Linked DNA regions of Mus musculus: regions 1, 2 and 3 are each linked to region 4. The links are chromatin contacts, called in public promoter capture Hi-C maps. All regions are on one chromosome and are shown on one strand. The core of a region is the stretch at or near the end of the contact, and the rest is flanking DNA. Distances in the headings are between cores, read along the strand shown. Region 1 holds the start of Ankrd34b (ankyrin repeat domain 34B). Region 2 holds the start of Lhfpl2 (lipoma HMGIC fusion partner-like 2). Region 3 holds the start of Msh3 (mutS homolog 3). Region 4 holds the start of A630019I02Rik (RIKEN cDNA A630019I02 gene).

Region 1 (5,126 bases), core at 321-2,820, 670 kb before region 4:
AACCCTCCAGAATCAACACAGCCCTGCAACTCTGCTGAATTCAGGAACATTAAAGCTGTTTGCACTTCTGACTTCCGTAACTATAATCAAGTAAATAAATTTGCACTGTGTTAAATGTGGTGATTGTCAATTATCAATGAGATTCGTTTGTGAGAGCAATCAATAAAGAACTTATAAAGTAGTGGTGAAAACTGGATAAACTTTGAGGTTTGGTAACATCCACAGAGGCTGAACACATGTTGATGTCATGAGTCACAGTTCCACTCTCAGGTGTACCCCACAAAACTGTGTCTACAGATAGGTGGGCAGGAGATGTCACCTGCTGTGTTCATAGCAGTGTCTGTGGACTTTCCCAAGCCTGAGAATAGCCCTAAATGTCTCCCAGAAGCAAAACAAATTGAGACACACAGACACAATGAACGAAAAGAAGGAGAAAAGCACAGTCATACATAACATATTGTCTGAAGTGTAACAACGAGGGTGTGTGTGTGTGGGGGGGGGGGACCCAGGCAGCGAGACATATTCCCAATGATGTTAGAAAACACACAAGCAACAAAACCGTTCTGTGCTGGCAGAGCCACCAGTCCTCCCAGGGTGCAGACATAAGGGGACCTTTGGGGTTGCTGGTAATACGTTCTGTTGTTGGCTTCAGTTTGTACACAAATCATTAGACTTGTGGTCCACACCTTTTAATATGCATGCTGTGTATATACTAATAAAACTGTTAAAAAGAGATGGAGAAAAGACCCATGCCTTCATAAAAGTTTGCTCTCTCCTTTCTGGGACTCCCCAAAGGTGTGTGAACAAAGGGTGACCCACCCCAGGTAGTCCACCTTCTTAGAGCCTGCTTCTGGTGCAACATGTCCTGAGAATATGTGACAAATGTTTATAAGGAACCATTTCACAGGAATTTTATTTAAGCAGAGGAAGTCTGCCAAAGGGTCTATTATCTTCCCCTTTGGGGATGGAAAAACTACAGACTAGCTTGATTTTAGGCAAGTATGTTGCCCAGGCTGGCCTTGAATTCTCACCTCCTTCAATACATATGAAAAGCTGAAACTATCTCGTTTACATAATTTCCTTTTTTCTTCATGTCTCTGTGGAGTTTAATACCTCAAATTTATTTTGCGAAATTTTGTTAGCTATTCCATTAAGCCTTAATTAGAGTATAATGAAATTATAAATTCATAAAATAAAAACAAAACGGTTGCTCCTACAAACGTTCAGTTCTTTAGTGAGGCTCTGGCTTTACCTGAAGTGGGGGAAGGAACCTGTGAAGGCTGAATCTCAGACCAACGAGATGGCTATGGGATGGAAGGGAACGTGGACGCAGACCCGGACCAAGGGCACGGGGACTAGTGGGGAGGGGCGTCATCTTTCTTGGGCTACCTGGGCTCTGCCCATTCGCTCTCCCACCAGTCGCAGCTGTCAAAGCTCAGTGGCCTGGAGTGGAGACGGGGCGGGGCTTAGGAGCGGAGGCGGAGCCTCGGAGAGCATCTTCTGGCCCCGGGGCCCGGACTGGCCCGCCGCCCCCACCTGCAGCGCGGCGGAGCGCGGGCGCGTCACTCCCAGCGGAAGCGCCAGCCCCGCGTCTGGCGAGGTGCGCGCCTCGCCGCTCCCGCTCCAGCGCTTCGTGGCCCGCCTGTGTCTGCAGGGCAGGGGCGGGGGCCCGGTGACACGGACAGGGGACTGAGATCGCAGTCGCCGCCGAATCGTCGACAGTCACCCAGCTCGGACGGAGCGTCCGAGCAGGAGCCGATCAGGAAGGTGAAGGACCACTGCCGAGCCGACAGCGCGTCCCAGGTCAGTCCGCCCGCTGCACTTGGGGAAACTTTGGGATGCGGTGACAGCTGCGAGACTGAGGCACCGAGGGTCGCGAGGCCGTGTGGCCGCGGTGCGCCCCGCGAACAGGCACCTGCCGCACATTTGACACCGCAGCTGCCAGTGTGGGGACGGAGACCCTGCTACCGCGGACCACTACGGGCCACCGAGGGCCAGCGGGCTTCAGGGGCCTCCCGGGAGACTCCGGCTCGCCCGCGCCCCGCCGCGCGCCTCCGGGTTCCCGCAAGTCCCCAGCTCCGGTTGGCGGCTCGCGCTCGGACCCCGCGGGTCTGCGGATTCCGCCGCCTTCGGGCCTCGCGACGCGGGAGGAGCGGCCCGGGGCCCAGGGCTGCGGGGTGGGAGCCCCGTGGCGGGAGCGGCGCGCACTCGGCCAGTGGAGCGCGCGGGTCGCGGGGTCCGGCAGGAGCGCGTGGCCGCAGGTGCCCGTGGCCGCTGGGCAGCGGAGGTACGGAGCGCGGGCTGGGGCCGCGGAGCCGATTGCAACCTCGGGCTGCAGGAACCGGGGTCGCCGGGTAGGCAGTCCGGTCCCTGCGGCTCCCGGGTGCGCACATCCTTGGCACCGGGCATCCAGACCCCTTCAGCGGAGAGCGGGCTGAGGAACGGCGCCAGCCCGGGCGGAGGACCAGTGCTGCCTGCTCTCTGGCACGCCATCTCCCCAGCGAGGGCCGAGTGCTAGGCTACGCGGGGACCACTGCCCAGGGCCTCCCGGCACAAGCCTTTTTCTTGGGCAGCTGCCTGCCCTGGCTTGGAGTGGAGGCGACGAAATGAGCACCCCGCCCCCATCCGCGCCCCAGCGCTGTCGCCCCAGTCACCTTCCTTTGCCCTTCTCCGACAGCACCTTGGACTTGCTCTCTCCTGAACTGGGGAAAATCTGAGGAAACCAGGCACGGACCTTGGAGACACGCCGCCTGCACACTCAACAGTCTGGAAATCCAGCCACCTTGGTACCTCGCCGCTTCCCAGACACTTTGGAGGAGCAGGTTTGCAATTTCTACCCCCATCCTCATCCCCTCCCCCGTCTCTGTCTCTGCTGAGGGAGGGAATCTTCTGAAGAGAAGATGGGATCTAGGCACCCATAACCTAGCCCCAGGAGGAGCTCATGGGAGCCAGCCTAGCTTTGTAGCTATGTGAGGGAAACAGCACACCTTATAAACTAACTCCTTCCCGTGGGCAGTTCCTGAATATTTCTTAGAAGACTGGAGACCCAAGAAAGCTGACTTTTCCTGGGCAGTCAGTGCATCTTTTATTTGGCTCCGACTCTCTGCTTGCTGGGAACAGACACATTTTGCTTATGACCTCTGGCTGGCCTCATTCCAGTTGCTGTCTGGCTTTGGACTGCTTGCCCATCAGGACAGTGATTTTGAAGAGCTGACTGGGAAGAGAAAGCTGCAAGCCTCAAGTTCTGGTTGGCTCCTGCTCAGGGTTGTAGTCTTCCGTGGGACCCGTGGGCTCCCTATTCCTCTGGACTGTGGCAGCAACTCTGCCCTTCACCTCTGCAAGGAAATTAATTTTCAAACAACTTGGGGATGATGGTGGAGGCACCCCTGTGTGAGCAGATGCAGGGCTTGGAAGCAACCAGGAAACAAACAGGAGTAAGAAATCCTTTTTAAAGGCTTACATGATTCTGGGACTAAGAAAAGATGGAGATGCCATTGGTGTGTAAAACCTGACATCTCCCTGTTAGGTCCCACCAGTCCAGGGGACTCACATAAGCAGGACCTGTATTGGGTGATGCATATTTGGAACCTAGTACTTAATGAATTCCTAAGCAGTAAATGCCTCCCGATTTTTAAACTCACAATCATCTACAGTAATGTAGCTATTGCCTCCCCTCCCACCCCACCCCCACTTAGGAACAATACACTCCCAAACCTGGTAACTCTGGAAGAGCCCAGGTTCCCCAACTCATTTCACACCAGGGCAGGAACTAGGATAAGAGAAAGGACTGTTCTGAGCTTTAGAGTCATATACCCACTTTATGGCTCCACAGCCAGACAACTGTTTTATAAGAGAGAACACAAAGGAAAATCTCTCTCCTGTCCTAATGAATAGAAAGCTGGGGACGGTGGGAGGACAAAGGCAATAGGAGGAATCAGCTCCAAGATGGCTTTCCAAGCATGTCAGACATATAGCACGACCATGCTGGGTACCACACTAATCAGGTACCCCAACTGGGCCCTGCCGTGGGATGTCCATCATCTAACAGGCAGGGAGATACCGTACTCCAGACAGGCAGAAAGAAGGAATGACCTTGGGAGAGTCCAATCACCTTTCCTACTCTCTGTACAAAATATGGATTGAAGCAGATGAGCACCGAGGGGTGGGCCTGCCTGCAAACAGACTAGGTTGCTGTGCGTGGGATCCATTCCAGACTCATTTACAAACTCAGAGTCGGTGAAATGTGATAAACCGAACACTGTAGGGATTTCTAAACAAGGAATTAAAACACTCAACTTCAAATGGGAGAGATGCAGGCAACAAATCGTCCGTGTTTATGTGCCTCTGAATAGCTCTGATTTCTTTTGGTAGGAGCTGACAGCTGGCTGACAGAAACCTCATCCAAAGAGAGAAGAGACTAAACCCAAGTATGAAATTAGGGATGATGTTTTCAGGTAACTTTCTATTTCCATTCAGAGTGGGTGTCTGGAAGGGTGAGTGTAGGTATGGTTTGCTCCATTTGTCAACAGATATTTTTCCCCCAAGGGCCCCTGAGTCTAAGGTGCCATACTTTGACTGTTTTCTAGTTTCCTGGTGGCAGAATAGAGAGCTGGGAATCCCAGCTCCAGCCTGCAAACTCCCCCTCTGTCCACACTATCTGATGCTTCTAGTATCTCTGATCTTTCTGAGCAATTTGTTCATATGGCCAGTCTTTGGGGTTTTGCCCAAGAAACTGGTTGTCAATTACATAGGGTGGGGGCAGCATCGGGAAGTCCAGATGATCTGCCCATGGATTTTTCAACCCACCTCTGGTTTTTGCCCTGTGCCTGCCTCACTGCCACCCTGCATGCATGGTGCCTGGGCCTACTGGGGCCTATAGGTCAAGGGTCATATATACTATATACATGGCAGCATTGATCACTCTGACAGCCCTCCTCTCCCTCCAAAGCTTATTGGAAGTTGCTCATTCGATAACACCTTTCCTCTAGCTGCCTTTGTCCCTGGAAGTATATACCTTTGAGTCCTCCCAATAAAAATTTTGAGTGGAAGCTTAACCAGCAGGGAACAGTGATGTATTCTAACTAAAGTTAAAGACCTACTTTTAACCAGAAATGAGGCTGGAGCAA
Region 2 (5,191 bases), core at 159-2,658, 960 kb after region 4:
CTCATAAGCCCTCTTGTAATTTCTAGCACGTGATTTTGCCAAATAGAGAGAGCACTTAACACTCTTGTAGAATGTGTTTCGGGAAAGCTTTTTTTTTTTTTTTTTTCCCAGTAGGATTCAACCGTGGGAGAGTCCTGGGAACAGCATCAGCAGCTTCAGCGTGGATACAGGCATGGGTCCTTCTAGGACCCCATCTGGATGAGGACCAGCATGGTGATGCATTTGTGTTTGCAGCTATTGTTAATTGGTGATAGGTACCCTTTGCATGTGAAGAATCCCAACCGATTTAATTTGTATGTTTTCTCCACAGACCAGCAGTTGCGGATGACTTATGCTATCTACAATCCTGCTGTGGGATATGGTTTTCAATAGTGGAGTTGCAAAGAAATCAAGAATTTGTTTTGTTTTTTTAATTTTCCTGGCAAAATGCCTCAGATACCCTCTCACCCAGGAAGTGGTGTTCTAGAGCCATTAAGCTTGTAAGGCCGTGCAGATAGGTGCCGTGCCCACGGGTTTCAAAAGCAGGAGGGGGCCATTGAAACTGACAAACCCAAATGGATTTGGAAATAGTGGGTCAAGTGCAAAGACTTCAAGAGCAAAGAGCACATGCAAGCTGCTAGGGAAGGCCGGGAGGGAGGGGTGGGGGGGGTGGGTGTGCTTCGGTGGATAGACAAGTGTCTGAGAGTTTGGAGGCTGAAGCAAATTTGACAGGGGGTGGGGGTTGGAGACAAAGGAAGGTGATCTTAGCTGGGTTCTGTCCTAACACAATGAATTCAGACAATTCAGCCCCTGGCTATTTGACTCTGTCCTTTGCTCTGGCCCTGGGGGCGGTGGTGAGAGGAGTTGGTGGGTCTCCTCTCTGGATCCCTTTCCCGCTGGCTAAACCGCCTTTGATATCTGTGGTATCTATTGGAAAGTGTATCTTCAGTGCCTGGGGGATGTGTCTGGACCCAAGCATCCAAGCTCTGTGAAAGTTTGCAGTTTCCCGAAGTAGAAATCAGGACCTGTAAACTTGTGCCTCCAGCCTCTGCTTTAAAAGCACCGCAGACCACTCTCCACCCTGCGGTTTTCCTGGGCCACGGACCGACTTTCTTCCCGCCCGCCCCGCCGGCTCTGGTCCACGATAGGCACTGGGACAGCGTGAGGAGAGAACCCCGCAGGGCTCCGGGACCCCTTCTCAGGGATCGCGCGCGTCGCCCACACTCTCCCGGGCCCTGTAGGACCCTCCCCCCCGGAGGCCGGGCTTCGCCGACCCCTCCCCGAGCGGCGGCCGGAGGCGGGGATGCTGAGTGGCAGCGGCCGGCCTGGGCTGCGAGGTTCGGCCGCCTCCTCCCGCTGCGCCCGCCCCTCGGCCTCCGCCCCGGCGCCGCCGACCCTCGTCTGCTCCCGCCCTCGCCCCTGCGGGTCCGCCGGGGCCAGATCGAGGCTGCAGCGAGGAGGCGGCACAGAGAGCCCGGCTGGGGAAGGCTGCACGCGCCCGGGCCAGAGCGGGGCGTTAGGAGCCGGCTGCCCCGGCCAGGTAGGTGCTGCGCGGGGAGCCCGGGAGGGGGCCGGTCCCCGACAGTGCACGGGGGCGCGGAGGGACGGGCGGCGGGTGCCGGGGCAGGAAGGATCCGCTGCAGCGCCGGCCCGCCGCAGACGTGGAAGAAGTTGAGCCTGGAAGCGCTTTTTCCCGGGGAGCTGTAGTGGTCCCCTCCAGCCCCGGTCCGTACCGCGTGGGTCTCACCGGCCACAGACCTCAGCTGCATCTCAGACCTGGGCTGCATTTTTTGTGGCCAGTGCAGAGGGGTGAGGGCTGGCGAGGAGGTGGGCGGGGAGTTGGGGAACACCACATCTGGGGTGGATGAAGGACTCAGAGAGATGGGTTTGAATGCAGTCCCTACCCCCACCCGGCCGCACTTCTCTCTCAGTCTATTCGCGGTCGCGTGCTCTCTGAACTGAGAAAAGCAAAAAGAGTTTCTTCAAGTCGGCTCAACTTTTCTGTTAATTCAGGAGGTTCGGGAGTTTGTATGGAAGTAAGGGCAAAAGACTCTCATCCTCGCACCCTACCTCACTCCTGCCCGGGCAGTTTCCTGTACTCTGTGCCATGATTGTTTTTGTGCTTGTAGATTACAGCTGGTGACCTATATGGAAAAGTGGAACCACTGCCGGCGAGTGTGTGTTGGAGCCACAGGGCGGCAAGGTGTGGGGGGCTAAGTCAGAGTTCCTTCGAAGGGACTTTAATTCTCTGAACACTCTTCCTGTCCAGCTCAAAGAGAGGATGGGATAAGGAATAATTTATCTTGCTCTTTCTGATGCTCTTCTAATCATTTTTTTTAAAAACTCCCTTTCAAATTAAGAGATAGAGAACACGCATGCGATGGTTAAATATTTTAAAGACAGGGAAGATGAACATCTCTCTCTGCAATCAGGCTAATAGGGCTAGCCTGTGTTGGAACATCTGATTCTGATGAAATATTTGAAAGGTTTAAAGCAATACCAGACGATGTCATTAAAAAAAAATAGAGTGACCTGCAGTAGGTCATACAGAGCAGTGTGGCCTGTGGTCTGTGACAGCATTTTATAGCGGGAGGTGGAGCACTGTAAGCTTAAAGAGAAGAGGGTGGGAAAGGGGGCTGCTCATTTGTCTTGAACCAGTCTAGTTAGGAAGAGTGATTACACTGCAAATGAACATTTGTGAATATAATTTGAGTCATGATACATGAACCAGCCATTTGTCTGAAGGAAAAAAAGGATCTTTGTAGATGAGAGCAAAGCAGTGCCTTATGGGGGAAAAATAAGCATACCGTTTATCCATGTGCGCAACTCAGAATTGACAGCACCTGCTAACAACAGAGGCATGGGCTTAGAGATTTGGCTGCAAGCAAGGTTGAACAAGGCAGGGAGAAAAGTCTACAGCAGGAGATAGTTACAAAAGAATGGATAGAAAACTTCAGGTGTGTGTGTGTACACACACACTGCAAAAAAAAAAAAAAGTCTTCATTTTCTATATATCTTTACTGCAAAGAATTGCCAACACAGGAGGATTAAAATGTAGGAGAGTCCTGGGGCTGGAGAGATGACTCAGTGGTTAAGAGCACTTGCTGAGGTCCCATGACCCAAATCAGACAGCTCCCAACTGGATCAGTGCCTCTGGCTTCCACAGGCGTTTGCACTGTGGACATACCCAGGTGCAAGCACACAACTAGACATAATTAAAAATAAATCTTAAAAAGCTTTTCAGGAGACTCAGATTTAGTCTGTTGGGTCCCCATTGTGTGAAGCCTATGTGAATGTTAGCAAGCTCCGTTCTAGCTCTCCGCTGCGGTCTCTGTGTCTACCTAGTGGGGGCTGGAACTGTGGCTCTGGTGTTATGAGCTCTTGTTGCTCTCTCATGAGGACTGGGGTTCTAAGCCCAGCATCCATCTCAGATGGCTCACAAATGCCTAGGACTCCAGCTCTGAGGGATCCCATGCTCTCTTCTGGCCTTCTCAGGCACTTGTGCATGCATGTGTGCCTACACTTAGTCACACACACAAATAATAAAATTAAATCTCGGAGGTTGCTCTGCAGTCGATAGTGCTTACTACTCTTCTGGGGAGACTGGAGTTTGCCACCACCTGCCTGCAACTCAGGCTCTTTGGGATCAGATGCCCTCTTCTGGCCTCGTCTGGCACTGCACTCACATTCAGGAACTCATACACTGAACAAGTGTACACAAAATTAAAAATAAAATTAATAATAAAATATTTTTAAAAATTGAAAATGGTTGTGAGGGTTCACGTGAGCGTCTCCGGAAGGTTAACTGGTGTCTTTGTTCGGATTTGGGATGGTTCCCCCACACACGAAATGCTCAGAAAACATTAAGGATTGCCAGCACTCTTAAGTTCCCAGGGTAAAAGGGACTCAAGAGTAACTGATTCTCCCACTGAGTGTCTGAGTTGAGCCTTGCCTCTGACAGTCAACATCTAGAAGTTCCCACTCTTAAAAACCTTTTAATGGTTGATGTGATACACACTGCCCAAGAATGCTAAAGTCAATGTTAGAGTCAAAGCTCACTAGTCTTAGAAAGATACAAGTAATCTGTAAGTGCCTAATTCCAGAATTCATTCCATAAAACAAACAAACAAACAACTCCCCCAACCAAACAAATAAAAAAAATCAGCCTTAAAGTACACCTTTATTCAGGTGTATAGACACCAGAGGACAAAGTGAACAGACATCCCTAACTAAACAGTGAACAGAGGAACTGTGCCTGTGGGCTCCTCCTGTCTTCCCCCCAACCCCGTGTGTGTGTGTGTGTGTGTGTGTGTGTGTGTGTTACAGTGCCAGCTTACTCATCTGCCCACTCATTTATCCCGTCATTCAGCAGATGTCTTTAAAGATTCTCTTGTAGGACAGGCTCTGAAGTCAGTCACATTCCGATTTCAGAGTTCTGTGGCACCAGGGTAGGCAGGGGGATGAAGCAGCCAGCCAGTGCCATATAGTGCAAGCATCCTGGCAGCACGGGAGTGGGGTGAAGAGAACCTGGGAGATGACGATCTCGCTACCTGTCTATCTCCCAGGTGGGCTTTCCCTGCATAGAATCCTTGGGGACTGGGGACCCTCTCAGAGGGAGCACTTATGAGGACCCTGTTTGGAGACAGATGACAAAAGGCAGTTTTTGAGTTGAGTTCTCTTGGAATGAAAATTGAATTTTGGCCTTCCAGAGAGATGTGCAGCCTAGGATTTGGCTGCAGAGACGGGAAGAGACGTTGGATTTCTACAGAGATGCCAAAAGAGTGTGCAACACAATAGTGTCACGTGGCTACAGGCTACAACCTCCCTCCCTTGCCTGGCCAGTTAGAGCAAAGTGAGCAAAGACTTGCTTAACAAAACAAAGTTCTTGATCAGGTAACTGTACCCTGTGTTGCTCCTTCTAATTGTGGGAGTATGTCAACTCATTCATCCATCCATCCATTCATCCATCCATCCATCCATCCATCAGGTAATATCTTTGTAGTGCTGCAGGTCATTTGTGTCCTTGTGACTGAAGCTTTTGAAATTTTCTCTCCTTTCAACAAACCCAAGTGGGAATAATTAAGCCCCTGACCCTTGACCTCAGCAGCCAAGCTCATACTGATGCTATCCGGCAGACTTGATAGAATCTGTTACTTTGAACTGGAATCCGTGTCATACACAGAATGGCGTTGAGCATGTGTGGGAGAGAGGA
Region 3 (4,783 bases), core at 1,507-4,006, 740 kb before region 4:
ATAAACTATCCCAGGAAAATGATAAGAGCCAAAGCTGACTGGATGCAGAAATAAAAGGGATGAAAAAGTCAAAATGGTAGATGCAGGAGACAAGATGGTCATGAGCAGGGTTAGAGGTATAGGTCATGAAGAGGCTCTGTTCACCAGTACAGCTCTTGAAGTCAAACATGAAAGAGTTAAGATAGATAATAAGAAGGCTCGCTGGGGCAGGGAAAGGTGGCGCACACCTTTACTCCCAGCACTTAAGAGGCAAAGGCAGGTGGATTTCTGAGTTCGAGGCCAGCCTGGTCTACAGAATAGCCAGGGCTATATAGAGAAACCCTGTCTCCAACAACAACAGCAGCAAAGGCTCATTGGGGACTGGAAGAGAGCTTCCTAGGTAAGAGTGCTTACCAACAAGTCTTAGAAGCTGAGTTCAAAGCCAGAACTCACACAACGTAAGGAGAGAAATAACTCATGCAAATTGTCCTCTGACCTCTTTTACCTATGTACTATGACACACACAAATAAATGTGATAAATAGATCATTAGCAAATGTTTCATCTTTATAACCAAGATTTAAAACATAACATGGCAGGAGAGATTGTCCAGTGGTTAGTGCACATACCACCCTTCCATCAGAGAACCTGAATTGCCAGCAACCACATCAGATGGCTGATAACCACCTGTGACTCCAGCTCTCAGAGGATTACATGCCTCGTGCCTATGCAGGCATCTACACTCACAACACACACACACACACACACTCGCAAAACACACATACACACTTTTTAAAAAATACAGCAATAGTGAACAAAAGAGAAAGTTGGAAGAACTACTAAGAGAACTGAGCTCCTCTGTGGGCCTAGCCTCTCAACCAGCAGCTGAGGAGCAGCAGGGCTCCTTCCCTACACAGGAAAACAAAGCTCAGCACTCCCATGATCCCCTCTGCCTTCTGGGGAAGCCAGCAGCTGAGAATACTTAGTCTCTGGCACTCACCAGGGTGGTGAGCTGCTACTGAGATGTTTTCTTCCTCCTTCTCTGGAACTTTCCTTGCTTTTTTCTTAGTGGGCCCACCATTTCCCAGTGACCTCTTCCTGCTGTCACCTTCTGTCACCTGTATCGGGAAGGTTGGAAATGGTGTATTAACACTATTCTAAAGCTTGAAGTCTCTGGAGTTATTTAACCTTGCTGCAGAATGATAGTAAGTTCCTGCCTGCCACTCTACTTTTTACTCTGAAAAGGCTGTTGGGGGTGACTGTTTTTGCCATCAGAGACAGAAACTGGCAGGAACAGTCTCTCATTACCTCACATTCTACTAAAATTATGTGGAATTCTCTACTTTCCTACTCATATGTTAAATAAAATACTTCTACAAGATCAATTTTAAAAAATCTATTTTCAAAATGCAAAATTATAGAAGGAAGAGGAGTAATAAACGACCAATGTATTTCCTGTTTCAAAGCTTCCATTCACTATTAAAAGATGTCCTGAGACTATCTGTTGGCAGATAATCTATGAAAAACTTAAAACTTTTGCCTAATATCCTCTCAGTGGTGAGTGCAAAATGAATCTTAGTGAATGTACAGAAATAAAAAAAAAGCCTTAAAAAGAGAGAGTAGAGCATTAGTCAGTATTGGAAAGAAATATAAATGAAATGGGTTAAGATTCTTAAACTGATTTGCAACTGCAGTAAAATACAGGAGATGCCCGTTACAATCACCTTCTACATCTTCAGTCTGGGAAATGACCGAGGCCTTAACTCACCCTGAACAAGTGTGACACATTGCCAGCTAGTGTGGGAAACATCCTTGGGCCTGTGTTTGTGGCAGTATCACGATGGGGTTTTGGTTTTGTTTCTCTTTGCTTTGCTTTGAACTATCTGATGGGCTGCAAGCAACAGGAAGTAGCCAACTATAAGCATGTACAGAAACTTCATCCATCTAAATGCTTACACTGGAAATCTGTACAGTAAAACGATATTCTGGCACGGGGATCAGAAAGACAGAGCACATGGTTTTGAATTCTGAGAAACTAGCCTTAATGACAGCTTTCTTCTAGTCAGCCAAGCAAGCATATGTAAATAAAGCTCCTCTTCAACCATCAATACAGTAGGGAAAATGTAAAGGAAAGAATGAAGAACAGAGGTTAAAAAACGCATCCTGGGCCGGCCGGCCAGTCCTCGCCATTCACCACGATAGAAGTTTCTGGCTCGGGTTCCGGCTACCGACTGGAAGCACCAAGACCTCAAATCTATTACCGCTGGTCGGGTAAAAAAGTCAACTAAAACAAGGACCAGAAGAAGCCGCCACCTTAAGCCTTCCCTGGCCCCGCCCCTTAGCCCTACCCACCATTAATAAGCTCTCCATAAGGCCTCCGCTTCCGGCCACGACGGCTACGCACCCGCCCCACCCTGACCCCGCCCCTAGCGGTCCGGCCCCACCCCGCCCTCTAGCTCCGCCCCGTCCCAGACAGAACCCGCCCGGGACGGCCTTCGCCTAGGTGGACGCTAGGGGCGCCGCGGAGCCGTACTTTACCTTCTCTGCTGGCTCCGTGGAGGACGCGCTGGATCTTAGGCTTCCCGCAGACCTGAAGAACCGGCTTAGAACCGTTTGCCTCCCCGGGCCTGGGCCGGCGGCAGTAGAGCCTCCCGACGCGGATTTCCCGCGGGGCATTGCAGTGTGCAGAAGAGCCGGCCTGCTAGGAGCGCGAGCGCGCGGCCGCACTTTCTCGCGCCTGCGCGCGCGCACGCCTCAACCTGTGCGGGACCGGCCTTGGGGGCGGAGCCTTAGCTACACAAATAGAATGCGCGGCGGGCCTTGGTGGGGGCGGGGCCTTAGCTGCACAAATAGGATGCGCGGCGGGCCTTGGTAGGGGCGGAGCCTTAGCTGCACAAATAGGATGCGCGGCGGGCCTTGGTGGGGGCGGGGCCTAAGCTGCGCAAGTGGTACACAGCTCAGGGCTGCGATTTCGCGCCAAACTTGACGGCAATCCTAGCGTGAAGGCTGGTAGGATTTTATCCCCGCTGCCATCATGGTTCGACCATTGAACTGCATCGTCGCCGTGTCCCAAAATATGGGGATTGGCAAGAACGGAGACCTACCCTGGCCTCCGCTCAGGTATTGGCCGGGCTGGGCTCGGGAAACTGAGGCGGTTCACTGAGTAGGGTCATGCACTTGGCTTGGACGCGCGGGACGGGCGTGAGCGGTAGGCCTACCGGCCTCAGCCAGAGACCAAGCTACCGGTTCCCGCGGTGATCCCCCTGCTGTGCCAGCCTTTGCTCACAGGCTCCCTGGCCGGGAGCAAAGTCCTGTCCTTGAGCGGGCAGCAACACCACCCCCCACACCCACACCGGACTTGCACCTTTCGTCGCTGAATGGAGCCTGAGCATACATGACGGGTTAACTGTTTCTCTAACTTTCAGGAACGAGTTCAAGTACTTCCAAAGAATGACCACAACCTCTTCAGTGGAAGGTAATGTAGAGTAATTAAGTCATGAGAATTATGTTTGCTTGAAGCAAGATTTACATGGTAGAGGTATGAGTAGAAAGTCTCCCCTGGGAATCTGGGATCTCTGTTTCTTGCTAGAAATTTTTGTGCGATTCCCAGATTTTATTAAACATCCTCTTAGAATACTCTATGTTTGAAATTTTGTTAGCAAGTGCATATAGCTCGAATATAACTGGGCAGAATCGGCAGCAAAATTTAGCACTTTGAATAGAGACCTGAGCCGGTATTTAGAATTGTTACTGAAAGACAGAAGACTTGAGTAAATGGAGAAAAATGCAGGGGAGAAGAGGCTAAAAATAATTTAAATCTGTTGGCTTTAGGAAGACACGGTGGGATGAAGGCTGTGGTCTTCAGTGAGGCAGTCTGGGTGACTGACTTTAAAAGAATGGGGAGTGGTGTGCAATAATTATAAGGCAGTTTCCCATTACTTGTGATTGTAAGGACATTCGCTGTAATTCTTCCTAACAGACATGTTTGCTTATTGCTTATCATTGTAGGAGAGGAGGGCAGAGCTGATGGGAAAAAGAAGTCAGCAGTGTAGATGTTGAACATTAGTAGAGAACATAGTAGGTCACTGTGTAGACAGGTTGACAAATGCCATCTTGGGGGCGTGGCACAAAACATGCACACAAGCCACCTATTCATGTTCTCTACTGAGTAGCCTGGCGTTGGGATTAATGAGTCTGATGGCCAGCTGTGCTGCTCTTTCTACGATGACTCCTCAGTTCTTAGAGGGCACACTGTGAGCAATCTCAGCACAGCAAGATTTGTTACACATCAGCTGCACCTCCAGCTCCTTGCCATTGTGGACCAGAAAGTTCTAGAGCCGCTAGGCAGCATGTGCTTGGCTTTCTTGTTGTTCCTGTAACCAATGTTGGTCATCAGGATCTGGCCCTTGAATCTTCTCTGTACCCCGCTGTCAGTGCCTCTGGGTTTCCAGTTTCCCTTAATTTTCACGTATCAGTCTGACTGGTGTCTGATGAACTTCTTGGTCCTCTTTTTGATGATCTTGGGCTTCACCAGAGGCCGGCGAACAGCCATGATGCAGCAAAACAGATGGCAGCCACCTTGTAGGCAGTGCCAAAGAAGAGCTGCAGATGCCATCTTAACACAGTCTACTCTGAGTTCAAATCCTACTACCCGAATAAAAAGCTGGACACAGTGGCACATTTGTAATACCAGCATTAGGGAGGCACAGACAGAAAGATCTCTGGGGCTTGCTCTGTAGCCAATTTGTGGGCTCCAGGTTCAGTGAGAAAACTTGTCTCAAGAAGATAGATAAAGACACCCAGTC
Region 4 (5,434 bases), core at 1,156-3,655:
GGGAACAAGGATGAATTCCAGGATGTTTGTCACCAACTGAAGTAGCTAAGCTTTCGCCCATTCCTTCTGAGAAGCCTGGCAGTTCCTTCTGCCCATAGTTTTCAGAGTTAGACTTAGGTTGCTTTAAAACGTCTTCGTTTGATAAAAATGTGAGTTTTTCTTTAAGGTCTTGACTTATGCTGGATTTAACTGAAACGCCTTTGGGCTCCTCGGCCAGTTTAACTGTGACCTCAGGTAATGAATGAACCGCTGGCTTCTCGGCTATATTAACCTCAGCAGGAACTGTACCTTTAGGCTCTATGGCAGGTACTGCTTTCTCTACAGAGGGACCTGGACGAGTTTCTAGATCTTCGTTGTCAGAGACCTTACTATCTGGAATGCTTGATCCAAACAATAAACTAGACATCCATGATTTAAAAGATGAAATGCCTTTCTTTCCCTTCTCTGCAGGAAGACCTTGCTCAGTGACGAGTGACTTCTCAGATGGCTTTTGTGTCACCTCTGGGGTCTCTGGAGGTTGAGGTGTGGCTTTTGCTTTCACAGCAGGGACAGATTTACTTTGGGTGAGTACTTCCACGTTGCCAGAGGCTAGCTTTCTCCCTTCCTCAGAATCATCTACAGCCTTTGACTGAACCCTTCTGGGTTCCTGAGATAGCTTCTCACCAGACACTGGTGCTTTGCTTGTTTCTTGGTTTCTGGTTTCAGATGTGTGATCTGTATCCAGTGGAGCAGCCCCAAGTTTCTCTGACATCAGATCAGTGCTCTCAGAGGACTCCAGCTGCCCAGTTCCTGGTTTTCTATCTTCATGCTGATTGACTAAGCCATCTGGCTTTTCCAGCATCCAGGTGTTGTCCTTTGGAGAAATGAGACTCTCTTTCACTTTTGATCCTGTAACACTGGCACGCTCAGTTGTCACAAATGGCTTGGGTTGCTCCAAATTCTCCTTCTTCTCTGCCAATTGTTTAACACCCAGCTCTGGCTTATCTGCAGAAGAGCTGCTCTCATCAGGCACCTCAACAGCTTGGCCCTCATGAAGGGTCCGTTTAGGCTCTTTTTGCTCAATGGGGAGGTCAAAAGAAGCAGTCTCTAATGGAGCTGAGGCAGGCACAGGAAGCTTCCTGTTTTCTTCTTGTTCTTTTCCTCTTCTCTGAAGCTCAGCGGGGCCCTTTTCTAAGATAGAAGGCCCTGGTTCCGTTCCGATGGGTTTTACTGGTTCTATACCTAAGGATCTATCTCTATCTCTACTATCAATGAGTTCTGACCCAGCAGTTGGTACTTCTGATAACTGTTTGTGCTTCTCAGGCTCTGGGGGGAGCTTTATAAGCTCTTGCTCTCCTGACAGGAAACTCCCCGGCACTGGAGAAGATGTCTCCTCTGCTTGCCTGTTCATCTCATGTCTGAGGGCCAGTAATGTTGGAGCTAAATCATCTGAAACTACATTTTCAGAATCAGGAGACCTTGTTATCTCCTCGTGTTTGTCATTTGGCACCGTGGGTTTGGATGTGGGTGACACTTGCAATGGAGGTGGCTCGTTGTCTTCTCTCTCTACCTCAACCCCTGAGTTGACAGGAAGTTTGGGTTCAGGCCTTAACACCTCTGAGGTAGACATGCTGGGCAAAGGCAAACCACTGCCTAACTCGCTCTTCCCTACTCCCTTTAAGCCTGGGTGTTCCACAGGGCTGGCAAGAGATGGATCTGTCAGGACTTCATCCCTGCCTAATTTAGTTGAATTTGAATCAAGCTTAGTTACTGGCACTGTGGTGGCAGAAGAGCTGGCTTCTGTGTCTTTCCCCATCTCTTCCATCAATGCTGGAAGTGCAGGTGGTGCAGGTGGACTGTGTTCTGCTCCCCTCTCTCTCCCCGATGAAGCCGCAGGAAGTTCCCTGGTTATTTTGGACTCCTGTTTCACTTCCGTTTTCACTGCAGATAAAACCTTAGGTCCAGAAATAGATGTTTCCTCTGGAGGTGAGTGTGGTTTTGCCACTTCAGGCTCATTCTTTGACAACATTCTCTGTTCTAGTTCAGAAGTCACAGTTGGAGCTAAATTGAGTTTGACATCCGCCTTTGGCTCATCTCCCAAGTCAGACAAAACTGAATATTTCATCCCAGACCCTGGAACATTTGGGAGCCGAGGCTCTGGTGTCTGATCCTGCGATTTGTGTGCTGTCGCTTCTTGAGAATCCAGCACAGCTTTTTCCCTTCCGACTCTGGGCAAAGCCATCTGTTCATCTGCACTTGTTAGAGTGAGAGGTGCTGTGGGCTCCTGCTCTGGCTTAAGCACACAGGTTGACTCGGGTGAAACTGAGGGCTGAGAGGTGGGCAAAACGGATGTGGTTTCTTCCTTTACCACTGATGAGAGTGCAGAAGAGGAAGCTGCTATTGTAACTGCTGGCAGACTACTCTTTGCATCTCTCTTCTCCCATCCACTGGTTGGTGGTGGTACCAAATCTTCAGCCTCAGGCTCCAAAGATGCCTGAGTTTTCTCCTGCTGTGCCAGGATGAGATATTCAGACACAGAGGTTGAAATTGTTGGAACATCTGACATAGTTTCTGCTTGGCCGGTCTTATCTGCCGAAGGTAGCAGGCTCAGATCTTCGAACACAGGCCTACAAGGGGAAGACTCCTCCCGCTCCTGCGATGGCTCAGAATGCTCAGGCACAGGCGTGACCACTGAGGACCCCGCCTCTTCTTCATCTGCCTCTGAGAAGTAGGGATAGTCTGGAGCAGACCTCCTAGGTAGTAATTCGTCTGGCTCGACCTTGTTTTGCTCTGTTTCTGCGATTCGGTATGGTGGGATTGACACCTGTGATGCTGAATCCGGAGAAAAGAGGTCAGCCTCTTCCGTGTCCTCATCAGACAGAACAGTCTGCTCAGAGGGGGACGTTAAGCACAGTGGAGAATCCCGCCCCAGCTCTCTCTTCTCTAGTTCCTGAGTCGGATAGGGTGAGAATGAGAATTCTGACGCAAATGCAGAATCAGGGGAAAGGGGCCCAATATTGTCCTCTTCCTGCCCTTGCTCTGATAGACCTGTGGGTGAGGAGGCACCCTTTAGAAGCAGAGGAGATGTGTGGCCAAGCTCTGGTGTGGAAGAGAATGAGCCCCGCTGCTGGTCTCTGCTCCCTTCTTCTGATTGGACCACTTGTTCGGATGAGATGGCCCAGGGAGGTGGGGCATGGCTTTCAGAAAGCAGCTCAGTGGTTTGTGGGGGGAGAGCGCATTCCACTGCAGAGACCTCATTGGATGAAGATAGCCCAACTCCAATGGCTTCCTTTTCTTCTTCTAACAGGGTTGCAGGATCAGAAAGGCCTCTTGGTTTGAATTGGGGCATGTCATCTATTGTTTTTTGGGGGGATTCCCGTGTTGCATTTTGTGAAACCGAGGGTTTAAATGGCAGCTTTGAATCTGATGCGAAACTTCCACTTCCTAGACTCTCATCTTCCGATAGAACTGCCTGGCTCAGTGCTGCTGGGGGAAGTAGCCCAATATCTTCTTTCTCATCTTCTGCCTGAATGATGGGCTCAGAAACACGTTGGGACTTTAATGGGAGCTTGTGGTCACCTGTTTTCAACAGCAACTCTTGCGCATGTGCTGGAACAGAATACTCAGCCGCAGATTCAGATTCTGGTGAGTGACACACGCTCTCTGAGGCCTCATCTCCAGACAGGACTGGTGAAACTGTTGAAAAGAGTGGGGACTGGATGGCAGATGTCTTCTCAGTGGTGGATGGAGAAAGAGACTGCTCAGATACAGAGGTCATAGCTGGGGAATAAGACTCACGTTCCTCGTCGTCCTCTGAAAAGACTGCAGGTTCATTGCTAGATTTCACATCAGATACAGAAACTGCCTCTACTTCCAGCTTCTCTGGTGTATGGTTCAAATCCTGTAGGACTGAATACTCAGATACAAAAGCAGAATCGGTAGAAACAGACTCGTTTTCTTCTCTTTCTTCCTCGGACAAAGTGATACGTTCAGGTGTGAATGTCATCTGTGTTGGTAGAATGGGCTCTTTTCTGTGCTCTACTTCAGGGGACAAAGGCGATGGGGAAGTCTCCTTAGAAGCTAAAGGACTTTCCGGGTAATCAAGTTCTATGATCTCTTCTTCTAGACTAGAATCTTCGGGTTCAGTGGTATCCGTGATTGGCGTAGAAGTTTCCACTCCCCTCTCTAGTTGTGCCTTTCTAAGAACCATGGGTTCAGGCGCATGCTCCTCCTCTCTGTGGACTATGGACTCAGGCTCAGGCACATGCTCCTCCTCTCTGTGAACTATGGGCTCAGGTGCATGCCCCTCATCTCTGTGGACTATGGGCTCAGGCACATGCTCCTCCTCTCTGTGGACTATGGGCTCCGGTGCATGCCCCTCATCTCTGTGGACTATGGGCTCAGGCGCATGCTCCTCCCCTCTGTGGACTATGGACTCAAGCTCAGGCACATGCTCCTCCTCTCTGTGGACTATGGGCACAGGCCCAGGCGCATGCTCCTCCTCTCTGTGGACTATGGACTCAGGCTCAGGCGCATGCTCCTCCTCTCTTTGAACTATGGACTCAGGCGCATGCTCCTCCTCTCTGTGGACTATGGATTCAGGCGCATGCTCCTCCTCTCTGTGGACTATGGGCTCAGGCGCATGCTCCTCCTCTCTGTGGACTATGGGCTCAGGCGCATGCTCCTCCTCTCTGTGGACTATGGGCTCAGGCGCATGCTCCTCCTCTCTGTGGACTATGGGCTCAGATGAGGTCACGTATTCAGACGCTTGTTCTGTTTTTTCTGTTGAAATCGGCTCTAGCCCTTCCATGTCTGGCTCAAACTTTTCTTGGATGGCTGGCGCTGGTCTTGGTGGTCCTGTCTCTAAAGACTCCTTCTCTGCCTCCCATGGCATGGAATGGTTGACAGAAACCAAGCCTTCCTGTTGCACATCATCGGCTGAGCCTGTCAAGACTGAAGCATCATCCTCTGAACTTTCCTTTCCTTGTGCATTCTGTTCCAGTTCTTCCTTTGCTCTTTCAAGGACCATGGTTGCTGGAATGCTTGGTGGCTCCATTCTGTGGGTCTTTGATTCATCAGCTGGCTGTTGTGGCATCATTTGTGGAAGGCTGAGATTTTCTTCTTGATCAGCTGTATCATTTCTGGCACTGGAGGGAAATGCGTGTTCTGTTGAAGATGGAACATTTAAATTGGAATCGGCATACGTTTTCTTTTGCTCTTCGTGACTAAACAATGAGGTCCTGGACCCTTTGGAGAGGGCACCTCTCCAGGGTGGAGCAAGCTCTCTTACTTTGTCTTCTTCTGGGCTCTGGGCTAATTTCCTTTGGGGAACTATATTAGAACCACCATTGCTCAAATCCGGCTCTAGACTAATAGATGAATCTTTTCCTCTCCTGTAATGTATTTCCTTAATTACATAACCTTTTGGCAACGTCCCATAAAATTGTAGAGGAAT

Evidence for each region. Promoter capture Hi-C pulls out the DNA fragments that hold promoters and counts their contacts.
Region 1: a contact with region 4 is called in a promoter capture Hi-C map of liver, with 4 times the contacts expected there. The contact joins the promoter of Ankrd34b here to the promoter of A630019I02Rik in region 4. A contact is called at or near these places in 5 of 39 promoter capture datasets (hippocampal neurons, liver, pre-B cells and 1 more).
Region 2: a contact with region 4 is called in a promoter capture Hi-C map of liver, with 2.8 times the contacts expected there. The contact joins the promoter of Lhfpl2 here to the promoter of A630019I02Rik in region 4. A contact is called at or near these places in 2 of 39 promoter capture datasets (liver and stem cell-derived epiblast-like cells).
Region 3: a promoter capture Hi-C map of pre-B cells shows a contact between it and region 4, with 5 times the contacts expected there. The contact joins the promoter of Msh3 here to the promoter of A630019I02Rik in region 4. A contact is called at or near these places in 4 of 39 promoter capture datasets (the C10 cell line, hippocampal neurons, pre-B cells and 1 more), 1 of 484 Hi-C or Micro-C datasets (pre-B cells) and 1 of 115 datasets of contacts at active chromatin or transcription factors (bone marrow-derived macrophages).

What each region holds. Positions count from the first base shown.
Region 1 is chr13:92,424,399-92,429,524 of GRCm38.p6, forward strand. It overlaps Ankrd34b (ankyrin repeat domain 34B), which reads left to right and starts at 1,571. Exons shown (of 5, transcript NM_175455.4): 1 at 1,571-1,803; 2 at 2,678-2,822; 3 at 4,372-4,454.
Region 2 is chr13:94,056,388-94,061,578 of GRCm38.p6, forward strand. Lhfpl2 (lipoma HMGIC fusion partner-like 2) reads left to right here and starts at 1,409. Exons shown (of 4, transcript NM_172589.2): 1 at 1,409-1,519.
Region 3 is chr13:92,352,247-92,357,029 of GRCm38.p6, forward strand. It overlaps Msh3 (mutS homolog 3), which reads right to left and starts at 2,757. Exons shown (of 24, transcript NM_010829.2): 1 at 2,517-2,757; 2 at 979-1,096. The coding sequence starts at 2,654. Dhfr (dihydrofolate reductase) reads left to right here and starts at 2,537. Exons shown (of 6, transcript NM_010049.3): 1 at 2,537-3,098; 2 at 3,404-3,453. The coding sequence starts at 3,013. It also overlaps the pseudogene Gm19308.
Region 4 is chr13:93,092,428-93,097,861 of GRCm38.p6, forward strand. A630019I02Rik (RIKEN cDNA A630019I02 gene) reads left to right here and starts at 2,406. Exons shown (of 4, transcript NR_046182.1): 1 at 2,406-2,736; 2 at 3,287-3,312; 3 at 3,428-3,624; 4 at 4,106-5,434. Cmya5 (cardiomyopathy associated 5) reads right to left here. Exons shown (of 13, transcript NM_023821.3): 2 at 1-5,434.